Regions from separate parts of the Hordeum vulgare genome. Here region 1 is linked to region 2. A link is a contact called in public Hi-C data. All regions are on one chromosome and are shown on one strand. Each heading gives the region's core, a stretch centred on a gene start, on an enhancer-like site or on the middle of the called end of the contact. The rest is flanking DNA. Distances are from core to core; before and after follow the strand shown.

Region 1 (6,796 bases), core at 2,845-5,344, 420 kb before region 2:
TCTTGCATTTGTTGATGCTGTGGTGTTTGCATGCACTGTGACTGTTGCTGCTGCTGCTGTTGGTGGTGTGATTCTTGGTGCTGCTGCTGCGGCGGCGGCGACTTCTGCCCATTAAACGATTGGCAGCGCTGAAGCTGCTGCTGGAGGTACTCGGACTGATTATGGCCTTGGATTGCACTGCCATTGATGTTTTGGTGGTGCATCTCCTGAAATTGAGGCTGCACTTGCTGCAGAATCTGACTCGATAGAAGAGCAGATCTACCAGCAATGTTCTGAGGCTGCTGGAACTGTAGTAGTGCCGGCGATACTTGCTTTGCTGTGTTCTGAAAAGATGCTGCTGATATTGCTTGGTACATGTCAGGTTGCATACCAAGTAAGGAATTATCCATCCTTGGCTGCATCCAAGGACTCATACCAAGTCCACCAAAATTGAATGACTGGAAACCTGGGTTTGCTCCATCTCGAAGCCACATAAGAGAAGAGGTCAAGTCATCCTCCTTTCCACCTGCAAAAAACCATCACAAGTAAGATCACGTTTACCATTATAAAAATGAATCAGTAAAGAATAACTCATTGATGTTCACTGATATCGTTTGAAGGTATTGACTAAAGTTGCTATGCTCACTTGTACCATATAAGGAAGGCAATCCTGTTGGCCAAGGCCGCTTCAGACGCATAGGGAAAGGAGATGAATACATCGGGTAAGTCGTCAGAGGCTCAATCTCCCAAAGAGACACCCTTGGTTGCCTCTCTCCAGCAGTTGACTCATCCCATCCAACCTGCATGGTTCAAGAAAAAAGATTGCATCCTCAATTTTAAAGAAACATGGCAGAAGATGTCTAGAATGTAAAAACATACTGTACCATCAACTTTAAGTCGAACTAGTACGCAAGTAAAGATCTACCTTTACTGACAAACAAACAGATAATTATTATTTCAAGATCTACCTTAACAGAACGCCAGTGTGAGTTCGGCCAACGAGCAGGATCAAGGTCACTTATTCCTGTAATTGTTCCCATGTATCTACAAGAGCACATGGGCAGTTTAGGCCACTTAATATCACATACTACTGTAAACATGGAGCTCACTACGACAAAGCAGAAAGCAAGCTAGATAGATATAGAAATGGACGCAAGTTTAACAGAGCCAAGTGAAGAAGTGGTGATAGTTTAGGGAGTTCTGAAACAATTTCTCTGTACAGATAACACAAAGTACTAACACAAAGAACCAGATATATAATGCATAGAAAGACTTGTCTACATTCCATAGTTTGGTCAACTGAAATCAAGATAAGGAAAGAGCTCCATGTGATGTACACACAACATCACTTTAAGAGATAAACACAGTATTGACATACCGCCTAACGCTGGATTCTTCTGTCTCGAAAAGCATACGGAAACGCATGCCCACAGATATACGGGTATGGTACACAGCCTTCACATACTTAGCCAATGGTATGACGAACTCTGAAGGGCTTGCTCTGCAGAACACGTGGACAAATCTGAGTATCTGAGAGGATAACAATCAGACATATATGTAAGGAGTTGTTCTACCTTGGATTATAGAAGATGGTGAACCGGCTATTTGTAGATGCAGCATGAGCAGCTGCAGCCAGAAGACCAATATGCATGCTGTCACTAGACAATACTGATGATGGCATGACCGTTTGCGACCTATTTGCTCGACGTATTCCCAGAAGCAGCTGATTGTTGTCATTCCTGATCAACCAAAGACACAAATGAATATCAACATAAAACTCTGCTAAAAACGGTAGGGTATGGAAGCACTGAGTAACTGTTCTAAAAATAAATAAACTGGAAGAACAGATGTACCAGATAAATAGGACAGAGTCTCCAGCAACCAGTCTCTTTGCACTTATAAAGACGCTCCAACCTGTTGTCAGAAGATGCCGCTTTGGTTGACCTGCACCAGCAATTTGATTTGAAGTTATTTGACATCATATACTACTTTTTGAAATCTTACATGAGCTGTATCAAGCAAGGCTGTATGAAATGAGGGTATGTACAAGGCTATATAGACTATACATGACCGAAAAATTCACAAAGGAAGAACCAACAAAAATAGCTACAAAATAACTAACCTCGAAAGATATGACGGAATTTCCACTCATTGCCATGCAGGTCTTTTGCCATCAACTCCTGTGCTGGAGGCTGCTGAGTGAAATCCTACAAAATTATCAAAGGAAAATACATAATTAAATGAAGTTCATTTCATCCGAAAATGTAACATGTGGTTAAAAGATACAGCAAACAATTGCTGATGAACAGCACGTACCAGCGGAGGAAACACCTTCTCCGCTGCTCGGCGGGGAACAGAGAATCCACCATGCGTACTGGTGTCACTTGCAGTTAATGTTTTGCAAAAATAATTCGTTGGTTGTTTGCTAGCATTGCCCAATTCAGCAGGTAGAAATGGGTCCTTGAGTTCTTGCTGGAAACAAAATCAAGATAAAATATAAGTTTGCTACAAACAGAAGTACATGCATAGATGGCACTAGGTTGGAAATCCTGTATTACTGGGCTGAGTGGCTGTAACGTCATCTGTGCATAGACCTCATCTGTCTCTGCATCAGCCTGAAGGAAAAAAATACAGCAATGCTTATGAGACAATGCTAATGTCAGTACTACTTGGGTCTTGAAACAGATTCATTATATCGATCCGATCTTACGTGCATGGTCACATTATGCAGTTGGCATATAAGCTGCGCAGGCAGGTTCGGATAGTTGGGGATCTGCGACTCCATTTCCTTGTTTGTTGATACCGATACCTATGGTAGAAACTCAACCATGTGAGTCCATTAGTGTCTTAAAAATCTTCAGTTCTGGCAGAACCATCTAAGAACTGCTGCGAGACATGGAACTCAAAAGGGACCTTGCGAAAATGAAAACAATTCTGCAACCATTACTGGTACTCGGAGATACTCTACAACATCTCCGATCTACATCGTTGTACTGGGAGGAAGAATGGTAACCTGCTCACTGTGACCTTGAGGAAAATACAACACCCGACTGCCGACCGCAGGCAGAGAAACGAGGGGGCCGGCACAGGCGTGCCACAACTCTGAGTTTAGGCACTTGTGCTCTTCTGATACTGAAAAGGGAAATAGTTTGAGCATAAGGTACAGAAGATATATGAAGTTCAGTTAACAATCCTGCATCCAAGTTCAGAACCTGCATCCTACTTTAACACCTTCCACTGGGGAAAAATATATTTGGCTAGAAAATCTGCACTATTAAATACTAGAAAATATATATATATATATATATGTATATTTATAAAATTTAAATGGGCAGACTTGTAAAGAACCAGAAACTCTGTCATCAAGTGTATTAGTGTTGCATTAACATAACAGTTGTATGTTGTCAAGAAGCGTAGTAAAGAAATCACCCAAGGAAGAATAAATTGATAGTAGGTTGATGGGGCTCACATGATTACACACACAGATTTAAAGCAAGCGAAGTGAAAACTGCCAACTGAAATGCCAAGACAATAATACCTTCCGGCGACGCCGGCTGATCCGGCAGGCAACCGCCGCCGGCCGACGGCGAGAGATTCATACTTGACGAGCGAGCGTGCTTGAAGGCAACACGGGGAGCCCACGAGACGGGGAGGCGAGGGAGCGGAGAAAACGAAAGAAGGCTTCGTTTCCTGTTTCTACACCAAATCACGAGCGCTTCCAAACAGCATCACCATCGCTGTCTCCTTCCCCGAACCGGCCAAGCCAAACCTCCTGCCTCCGCCGCACCCGGCCCGAAGGCGCGGTCCTTTTCGATCCAAGAACTCCGAGTTTTCGAGCCTCTCGATCCAGGAGCCCCAGCCCCGCCTCCGGGAAGCGTCAGGGGACTGGCGGCGGCGGCGGCGGGAATGCGCCGCCTTTGCGGCCGCGGGAGCTAGGCAAGAACCGCGCCTCTCGATTGCGAGAAGGCGGCGGCTCGTCAGATCTCGCCGCCACGGGCTCCGAAACGGCAGCTCCCGGCTCCGGAGGACCCGGCCGTGGCTCCACGGCAGATCCGCCCGCCGCCGCCGGTGTCGATCAAGCTGCTGCTGCTTCTTGCCTGTAGCTTCCTGCCTGCTCGTGTTGCTACTTAGAAGAGAGAGGGGGGGGGGGGGGGGGGGGGGGGAGGGAAGGTGGCACAGTGCACTTCTTCTTCTCGGTGCTACTTGGTTCTTCTTCTTGCTGCAGCTTCTGCGCCTTGTGCTGCTGCTCCAATGCAGTTCTTGGGGTTTTAACCCCACGAGCGGTGCTCTCTCTCCCTCTCTCTTCTCTGTCATGCACTTTAAAAACCAACCTTTTCTCCGTGCAACGTGCATGCTTCCGGTAAGTTTTTTTTTCTACATTTGTTCTCCACCGCACCCCGTGTAATTCATGCAAGTATTCATGTAAGTATGTACACGGCTGGAAAAGGTTCGCCTCGTGTAATTTACAAAGTATGTACACGTCTATCATCAAACCAACATGTGGTTAGATGATTAGAGAACCTTGGTATCTTCAGCCCATTAGAATTCATGCTATCTTCAATCCATCAGAGTTTAAGTCTCGTCGATCGCTTTAAGTGAAAGTAGTTTTTGAAGGTGCACATAGTGGTACGATGTGTGTGTGTGCGCGTTCATAAGAATGAATGTGATACGCTTTGAGTGAAAGGATACGAGGCGTCTACAATAACTTTGTAAACCTTAATATGACATGCCGGCTCAATCTTTCGGGGTGTTCATAGAGATAGTATGTACGTGTTTGCGTTTATAGGGTGTGTGTGTTCATAGAAATGAATGTATGCACGTGTATATGATTTATAGGGATGTGTGTATGTTCATAGAGATAAGTGTATGCGCGTATATATAAATGCTTACGTCTGTATTGTTAAAAGAAAATATACACCATATCCACAATGAAAATTCAAAATTGTCATGTAGAAGTAGCATAAAAAATCAATAGAAAAAATGCCATGTTGCAGCGATTAATTAATGTCTTTCGATTTGGACCCGATGTACTTGAAGACTTCGGTTCTTTAATCAGATGTATATTAAAATGCATGTTTGTTTATCATTGCTTTATTTTTTTTAGAAAAAGAGAATGAACATGGCCTTTGCATCTGAATTACTCCATTAGCTGAGTTTAGTTTATGTACAACATACATTTTTTTCCGCGAGGAACAGCAGGCGCATTACACTTTGAACTTTCACAAATACCAGCCAAATTTGGCGAATCCAGAACAAATCAAATTAAGTGGCGCCGTCGACGAACAAACGTCTACATGCTTTCTATTCTACGGCTGCTTCACGATTGACAAAAAACGTTTTTGCCGCTGGATCTCTTGATAAAGATAATCGCCAGATGACGGAATATCGAAACGTGTTCGAGAGACAAGAAAAGGCGTCAACTTCTTCTTCTCGTATACGTACATGTATTTTTCAGTCGTGGTCAGCTAGTGGGCTTTTTTTTTTCCCGTCCCGTGTAGATCCCCCGTGATAATGCCTTTTTGACCAATGTTTACTCGCCATCATTAACGTATTGTGTTCTTCTCGTCTCTTTTAGTAGTAGTAGTACTCCATTAGCGTGGTCAAACCAGCGTACGTGTACGACTTGATATGTTTATTGCTTCGAGCACATGCATCTAGACTGGACTTAGTTTAAATTCACTCAACAGTGTACTGCTGGGGTGCTGGACCTCTGCTGGCCCCGGCTCTTCGAGGCCCTCGTGTGGAGCGCAAACTTTTCCAAGGAAACTTGTTTAATCCGTATAAATGTGTAAGGTCCATATCGTTCAATTGATTTTCATAGGATTTTAGAGGATTGAATCCTGTTGGGTTTTTTTTCTAAGAAATCATTTGTACTCCCTCTATGAAGGAATATAAGACCATTAAGATCACTACATCCACTCAATGATCTTGAAAAAATATTTTATTTTCTGATGCAATCAAACAAAATCAAATTTGATAGGATTCAAATGGCATGACGTTCCAATCATGTTCTTTTTACTATTTTGGCAAATCAAAAAGAACCTAGATGTGTTAGAAATTTGAAGCATACTTCTATCACATCAGGACAAACAACACGGATGCAAAGTATATGATTTTTCTATTTTGTGGCAAAAATTGAAAAATATTTTAAGTCATTGCAAAGTTTTATCTTGGAATGACATTCATGGAAGTCATGGCAAAAAATAATCAACATTCTAAAATGCTTTTGAAAATAGCATTTTTAAAGCATCGTTTTTTTCACGCCTTCCAAAAAATATCATTCCATGATGAAACTTTGCAAGCAATAAAAAAATCAATATTACCACAAAAAAATTCAAAAAAATATCAAATTTGTTTCTAATTATTTTCCAGCCTTTACCATTCATGTCGAAATCATATAAGCTCGAGCGGAGACCAGGGCTTTCAATGAGATTCAACGCTAACACTTATATATATCACCGGGCCATGGCTACCGTATTATTATATCTACATGATACATCTGACCCCTGAGTGTCGGATCAATAGAAGAGGTGTCTAGAGGGGGGTGAATAGACTACTTGCATAATTAAAATCCTAACATTTTCTCAATTTCAGTGGTTGACAGATTTTAGCATTTCTAACAAGTCTAGTGCACCCTACACATGCTAGTCAAGGAATGGTAGGTCTTCACGAAGTAGGCGATCAGTCCACACAGGACTAGCCTCATTCATGGTAGGTCTTCACGAAGTAGACGATCTCCTTGCCCTTACAAACTTCTTGATTCAACTCCACAACACGAAGTAGGAGGCACCACCCTCCAAAAGGTAATAGAAGCGGT
Region 2 (6,964 bases), core at 4,334-6,833:
GTGCCAAGGATTCATATAATCCCGTATAACATTCCCTTTGTCCTTCGGTATGTTACTTGCCCGAGATTTGATCGTCGGTATCTCTATACCTATTTCAATCTCGTTACCGGCAAGTCTCTTTACTCGTTTCGTAAGATCCCGTGACTTACACTTGAGTCACATTGCTTGTAAGGCTTGTATGTGATGTTGTATTATCGAGTGGGCCCTGAGATACCTCTCCATCTCACGGAGTGACAAATCCCAGTCTTGATCCATGCTAACACAATGGACACCTTCAGAGATACCTATAGAGCACCTTTATAGTCACCCAGTAACGTTGTGACGTTTGATACACACAAGGTATTCCTCCGGTGTCAGTGAGTTACATGATCTCATGGTCATAGGAATGAATACTTGACACGCAGAAAACAATAGCAACAAAATGACACGATCACATGCTACGTTTATAATTTGGGTCTTGTCCATCACATCATTCTCCTAACGATGTGATCCAGTTATCAAGTGACAACACTTGCATATGGTCAGAAAACCTTAACCATCCTTGATCAACTCGCCAGCCAACTAGAGGCTTACTAGGGACATTTTTTTGTCTATGTATCCACACATGTATCTATGCTTTCATTCAATACAATTATAGCATGGATGATAAATGATTATCTTGAAACAGGAAATAAAATAATAACTATTTTATCATGGCCTCTAGGGCATATTTCCAACATCAGCCTCCCGCACAGTTTCCCGAAGATTTTCACCATGGTTCTCGCCATCCGGGACAGGAAGATGATGCATGGGATTGTGAGCATCAACAAATCCGCGTTCATCAAAGTTCGAAGCATCCACGACAACTACCTGCTGGTTCGCCAAGTGGCTCACAAAATTCATGCTTCAAAAGTGTCGGGTACCTTCCTCAAGCTTGACATCTCCAGGGCTTTCGACTCCCTCAACTGGCCATTCCTATTCGAGGTTCTCAAGAGGAGAGGCTTTGCGAGAAAATGGCTGCACTGGGTATCCACATTACTTTCCACTACGTGCACCAAAATCATTGCCAATGGTGTCCCGTGTAGACCTATTGCCCATGCACAAGGGCTCACACAAGGCGATCCGATTTCACCGCTAATTTTCGTGATCGCCATGGATTCGCTCTCGGCAATCCTGTGCAAGGCGACGGAGATCGGCGTACTAATCTCTTTCAGATACATCTCTCCTCTTCAAAGGCTCTCTGTCTATGCTGACGATGTGGCTATGTTTATAAGGCCTACGAATATGGATCTCATCAGTGTGAGAGAGTTGCTTGACATATTTGGCGAAGCTTCTGGACTCCGCATCAACTACACCAAATCTGTGTCCATACTTATTCGGGGTTCTGAGGAGGATGGTGTGAGAGTCACGGACGTGCTGCACTGCAGGTTGAACAAGTTCTCCTGCAAATACTTGGGTATCCCGATGACCATCGAGAAGCTCTCACGCGCTCACTGGCAACCACTTCCTGATCAGTTTAGAAAGCTAATTCATGCATGGCAGTGTGGAATGATCGAGAGGCTAGGACGTTTGAGACTCGCCAAGCCAGTTATCTCTGCTAGGCCTATTCACCAGTTGCTTGTGCTCAATGTGTCAACCTGGATTTTTGAGGAGATCGATAAGTGGATGAAGGCCTTCTTCTGAGCTGGTAAGGAAAAAGCCAACGGTGGTCTTTGCCTCATTGGCGTGGGACAAGGTGTGCCGCCCCACTTGCCTTGGAGGTCTGGGAGTGAGGGACTTGTGCCTGCACGCCATCGCACTTCGCGTTAGATGGGAATGGCTCCGAAGAACTAACCCTAGCAGGCCTTGGCACGGGATTCCAATGGTTGAGGACAAGGAGGCCGAACTCGTCTTCAACAACATGATCTAGATCTCTCCTGGAAATGGAGAACAGATCCTTTTCTAGAAGGATAGATGGATGCATGGCTTCATGGTTGGAGAGATTGCACCTGACCTATGGAAGCTGGTAGTCACCAGGGCATGCAACACAGGGACTGTCCATCAAACGCTGACTAATAATGCTTGGACTACAGATGTGGCTGGTGATATTAACTTCATGGTGAACATTCAGATCGCTAACTTATGCCTTGCAATCTCCACTGCTCCAAGGAATGAAGGTGTGCCACACCAATTCCATTTGCCTGCAGGGATGACAGAGGCTACTTATAACAGATTGTGCATGGGAAAGGAGAGAGCTGCATGGGCGGAATGCATATGGAGGAGCTGAGCACCCCTACGCTGCAAAATCTTTGCGTGGCTCATGATGCAATACAGGCTTTGGACATCTGACAGGAGAGCCAGACATGGACTATAGGCCGGATGAACCCTCTGCTTGCTTCTCCTGCTTACAAGACCAGGACAACATTGATCACATCCTCTGTCACTGTGTTTACGCGAGAGAAGTCTGGCACGGATGCTTCGAGAGCCTTAACCTTAATATCCCACCACCCGCCCCTCCTGGCACGTTTAAAGATTGGTGGTTTGATCAGAGGAGGCTCTTCTCAGGGAGGACCCTACGCGGCTTTGATTCATTCATGATCGGGACTGCTTGGGCGATCTCGAAGCAAAGAAACGCAAGAGTTTTCAACAGGATCAATGAATAGAAAACATCGGTACAACTGATCTCTCTTGTGCTTCATGAGATCGAGGAATGGAAACTCGCCGGCTTTGGTGTAGGAGGTTTAAATCCTTTTATGAGAGAGTAACTTTGTTGTTTATTCGCTGGTGTTGGTGTGCCCCGCCAATGATAATGTACGCATTCTAATTGGTGTCTTGTAAACTCTATTCTGCCTTCTATAAAAATATGGTACGCTATCAGCGTACTCTCGAAAAAAAAAATTGCTGAAAATTTCATACAAAAACAGTCCGGTTTTCAACTTTTCATAGAGAATTCAGAAAACCTCTCATGTCGTATTATCATGAAAAACATATACTCCCTCAATCCCTCTGTCTAGAATTAGTTGTCTTAGATTTGTTTAATGTATTTAGACATATTTTATTGTTAGATAAATTCGTATATAAACAAATTTAAATGAACAAATTTGAGACGGTGGTTATATGACTATACGAGTGATGAAGAAGAAAGTCACTGTACACTCTTAATTCCACCCTTCCATAGCTGCATCATCCTATGAGTCTATGACTGTCCCCATCATGAGCTGCAAGTGCTGAGACGTGAACTCTGGGCAGCTAGCCAGACAAGAATGGCACAGCAAGAGTGGCGCGACATAGCAAGTGACAACAAGAATGGTCTTGAAAACTTGATGAAGGTATCTCACCCCATGCGCTCTTAGTCCACTCTATAAATCGGTGGGGCCATGCATCTAGCAAGACCAGTGGGCGGACACTATTCTGTGCTCGGTTGCTAGCTTGAAATCTTAGAGATGAACATGCATGCAGGGATAAGGAGGAAAGAATGCATGTGGTGGCAAAGCATGACAAGACAATTTTCATTGAGAGGACAAGAGGCATGGTGTTAAAAGGGGTCAAGAAAGGCATCCAATGATGCTTCCTAAGATGGCCTTATTCTTCCTCAAGTTAGGGCAAAGTGCCAAAGTCCCTAGCTTTCTCTCCACTGTCAATCAACAAAGAAGATTTTGCGGTTAGGTCTGATCACTGATCATTAGTTTAGAATATGAAGCAATGGCCAGGAATAGCTACTCTAGGACTAGTTGATTATTTAGCTTAAGTAGGCCCAATACCTTAATGAGTTGGTCTTTTGCATGATATGCTACTACCATATATACTCAGAAAGAGTATGGTTCAATATGTTAATTTATCTGCTTTTTAGAAACACATTAACATTTATATTCTGGCACTTGTGGCAAGTATGTCATGTGGGTCCTTTTTGCAGAAAATAACACCAAGATAACCTGCACTTGCATGCATGGGCAGTGCGTTCGGATAGATAGAGTAGTAAAAGTTGCAATGCAACCCACCAGCTCAGCCATCATCAAAAATAGATATACATATATATATATACTTGAGGATGAGATTCACCTGCCAATGCTGCAGATACATACAGTGATGCAGTATGGTGAAGGTTCAGTTGAGAAGCTCAGTTCATTCAGATCTATACAGCACATAGCTAGGGTCTATCCATGCTGGCTTCATGATTGCAAATCATGATCTATGCAACAGGAGCAGCAGCAGCAGGCCCATACATAGATTGCAAAATTAATATTGCAGTAATTAACATTCTAGTTCTATGATTTATAACACATTGTGTACCAATTTCTGTGCGCATGCATGCAGGAATACCAGTTCACTAAGAACTAGCTATGGTGGTTGCTCTGATTAATGAAAAGGCCCCTTAATTGGGCCTAACTAACCCAGTACTTGACACTTAACTCTAATGATGCATGGGCCTAGCCGCCTAGCTAGGAAGTCATGTACTCCGTACAAGTACAAGTCACCAAAATTACAGGGTAGCTTGAAGCCTTGAAGAGTACTCTATTCATGATTCATTGCATGGGACCGTTGGAGTTAGCTACATGCTCATCACTGTCCCATCCTTAATTATGCATCATTACATAAGACAAATCCAGTTGATCACAGGCTATGCAATATCCTATCGTGACAGCACATCCTAATCAAGTCTACTGGAGAAAGCCTAGCTAAGCTACAGTCTCAAGTCTCAACTTGGGGTAGCTTTGTCTCCGTGTCTCGGAGGGAGCTAATTAATCAGTAGATAATCATAGGAACGGATTAAGTTGTTAACCAGCAGCAAGTGCATGTCTGATAAGGACAACACTCAAATATTAGACTCCCTGATTTCACGTGTTAACATCATGTCATGTACACATATCTAGAAGGCTCATGATATAATCAACCTAGTTTGCCTTTGTTTGTTTTGGTGGAGTGTTGTAGTCTTGTAGAGCTATAGCCAAGGGAATTCTAGCCAAGGAGGGGAATGACACTGATTAAGAGGGAATAAATGTCCCCCTTAGGGTTAAGCTAGCTAGCTAGCTCTTAATCATGCACGGATACCTCATGCATGTATCCATGTAAGCATGTAGAGTATGAAGCAATGATGCATATGCAAGCATGTTTTCTTGCCACAGTGTCTGCACTGTGCGCTCACACACCATGCTTCCTCATGTCACATACTCGTTGGCTACCACCCTAGCAAGGCAAAACACAAAGCGCATGTAAACGTATTTAATTTGCTATAACCAAGTACACTTCCTATTAAAATAATTATATTTAAAAAAACTAATCTAATTCTCTTCAATTACAATTATTTTGATACGAAGGGAGTATATATATGATTAAAAACGTCAAAATGATTTGCAAAGGTGGTAGATGTACACATGACCTACATAAACATAACGATCGTGATAAGAGCTTGTAGTACTAATTTTTCTCTATACACGCATCTCTTATCCAGAAACCTATCCGTATAAACGTACGTACGCGAGCATTCGCACCGATGGGTTGCTCTCAGTCCGACGCCACGGGCATTTCTCATTCCATCCCACAGCGACCGGGCTAGCTCACTCACTGTATGCCGCATGACACGTCGTTGTAAAGTGTGTAATAATTTAGCATTTGAACCTGGAAAGGTGAACCCCAGGACGAAAGCGGAAAGCGGGAGGAGGCTCGGGAATTCGGTCATCCGATGGGGACGCTCTCCGCCACAGGGGAGAATCGGGACGAGCAAGTGACAGCGACCAAAGCAAAAGAGGAGTCTAGCTGCTGGGTGACCATAATAATTCATCCGAATTGAAAGGAGGAGATGTTGGGTGACCATGTGTGTGTGCCCGAGTCAAAAAGGCGTTGAAAAAGAAGGCAAACGCCCGATCGTGATGTGTTAACCTTCGATCTTCTCTTCTCTTTCTGATAACGGCTCCAGTTCTTCTTCTTTCTGATTAAGTGGGAGCATTACAATCTGCTTGGCACAATCTGCTGTATGGCTGCTATCAATACAAGTCCTTTTTTTTTCTCCTTCCAATCCAAACAAAAGGAATGTAGCAAAGCTTATGGTCAATGGTGGTGAAACAAGGCAAATATGTTTTGTATTTGCCTCTTATGGTCGCGGCGTTGTCAGTCGGCGACAAATTTTAGCCATGTGATTTCCACACATTATTTAGAGTTTTTCTTCTTCTTCCAACAACCCATCAGGGCAATTCCTTTTGACTTACAAAAAGGTAAAGCGCACAGGCTACCCCAATGAAGATACATATATATTCGACACGTGACTACGACGATTCAGACAGAAATCAAGCAGAGCGAAACACGAGGAACATAACCAGAGTGCTCCACAGAATCTAACGGTGGTGCCCGGTGCGCACGTGCATCCTGACTCCTGAGCTCGATGTAACGTGTTGATGCGGAATCTGTGGCCACCAAACGTGGACGCGACTTTATCTCGCCTGGGGCGCGGCTATACTTGGGCCGGCTCAGTAGCGTCAGTTCTTTGTCTTGTGTTCTTTTGTTTGTTTCATTTTTTTAATTTTTGTTTATTTAAAATATTATAACTAATTATATTTCAGAAATAAATTTACTTAATTGTTTAAAAGTGTTCGTTGCACATTTTAATAGATGTTCATGCAGCGTAAGAAATATCCGTGCTATTTTTATAAAATGTTGGTACCGTTAAAATAATACCTTTAAACATTAAGGAATGTTCACACGTTTCGAAAAATATAATTAGTTAAAAATATATATCTTAAAAAGGTCTAAAATCTTTCCAAGAATGTCTAAAATAAACAAAATCCTACAAATAATTTAACATGTATCTTAAAAAGGTCTAAAATGTTTCCAAGAATGTCAAAACATCTATTAAAAATATAGTAATCAAAAATAGATATGCATATATTAGAAAATGTTACAATATATTATGGACAATTCTTTGTTAGCCTTTTAAATAAATATTCAACATGTATTATAATTATTTGTAGGATTTTGAATAAAACATTCTTGTAGTTTTCGAAAAATGTTCGTA

The links. Hi-C and Micro-C count contacts between places; a contact is called where the count stands out from the background.
Region 1: a Hi-C map of seedling shows a contact between it and region 2, with 9 times the contacts expected there. The contact joins the promoter of LOC123401291 here to the enhancer-like site in region 2. A contact is called at or near these places in 4 of 6 Hi-C or Micro-C datasets (leaf, seedling and an unstated tissue).

What each region holds. Positions count from the first base shown.
Region 1 is chr6H:101,180,736-101,187,531 of MorexV3_pseudomolecules_assembly, reverse strand. LOC123401291 (auxin response factor 6-like) reads right to left here and starts at 4,094. Exons shown (of 14, transcript XM_045095065.1): 1 at 3,518-4,094; 2 at 2,993-3,111; 3 at 2,690-2,788; 4 at 2,538-2,594; 5 at 2,296-2,451; 6 at 2,102-2,186; 7 at 1,833-1,923; 8 at 1,554-1,718; 9 at 1,358-1,480; 10 at 948-1,023; 11 at 632-779; 12 at 1-505. The coding sequence starts at 3,578.
Region 2 is chr6H:100,763,475-100,770,438 of MorexV3_pseudomolecules_assembly, reverse strand. No RefSeq gene overlaps it. Among protein-coding and RNA genes, the nearest start is that of LOC123403762, 220 kb to the right of the region's middle. Within about 2 kb of position 5,583, at least 3 of the 3 cell types and tissues checked have open chromatin away from gene starts, as enhancers often do. A contact at or near this core is called in leaf and seedling, where this site is marked.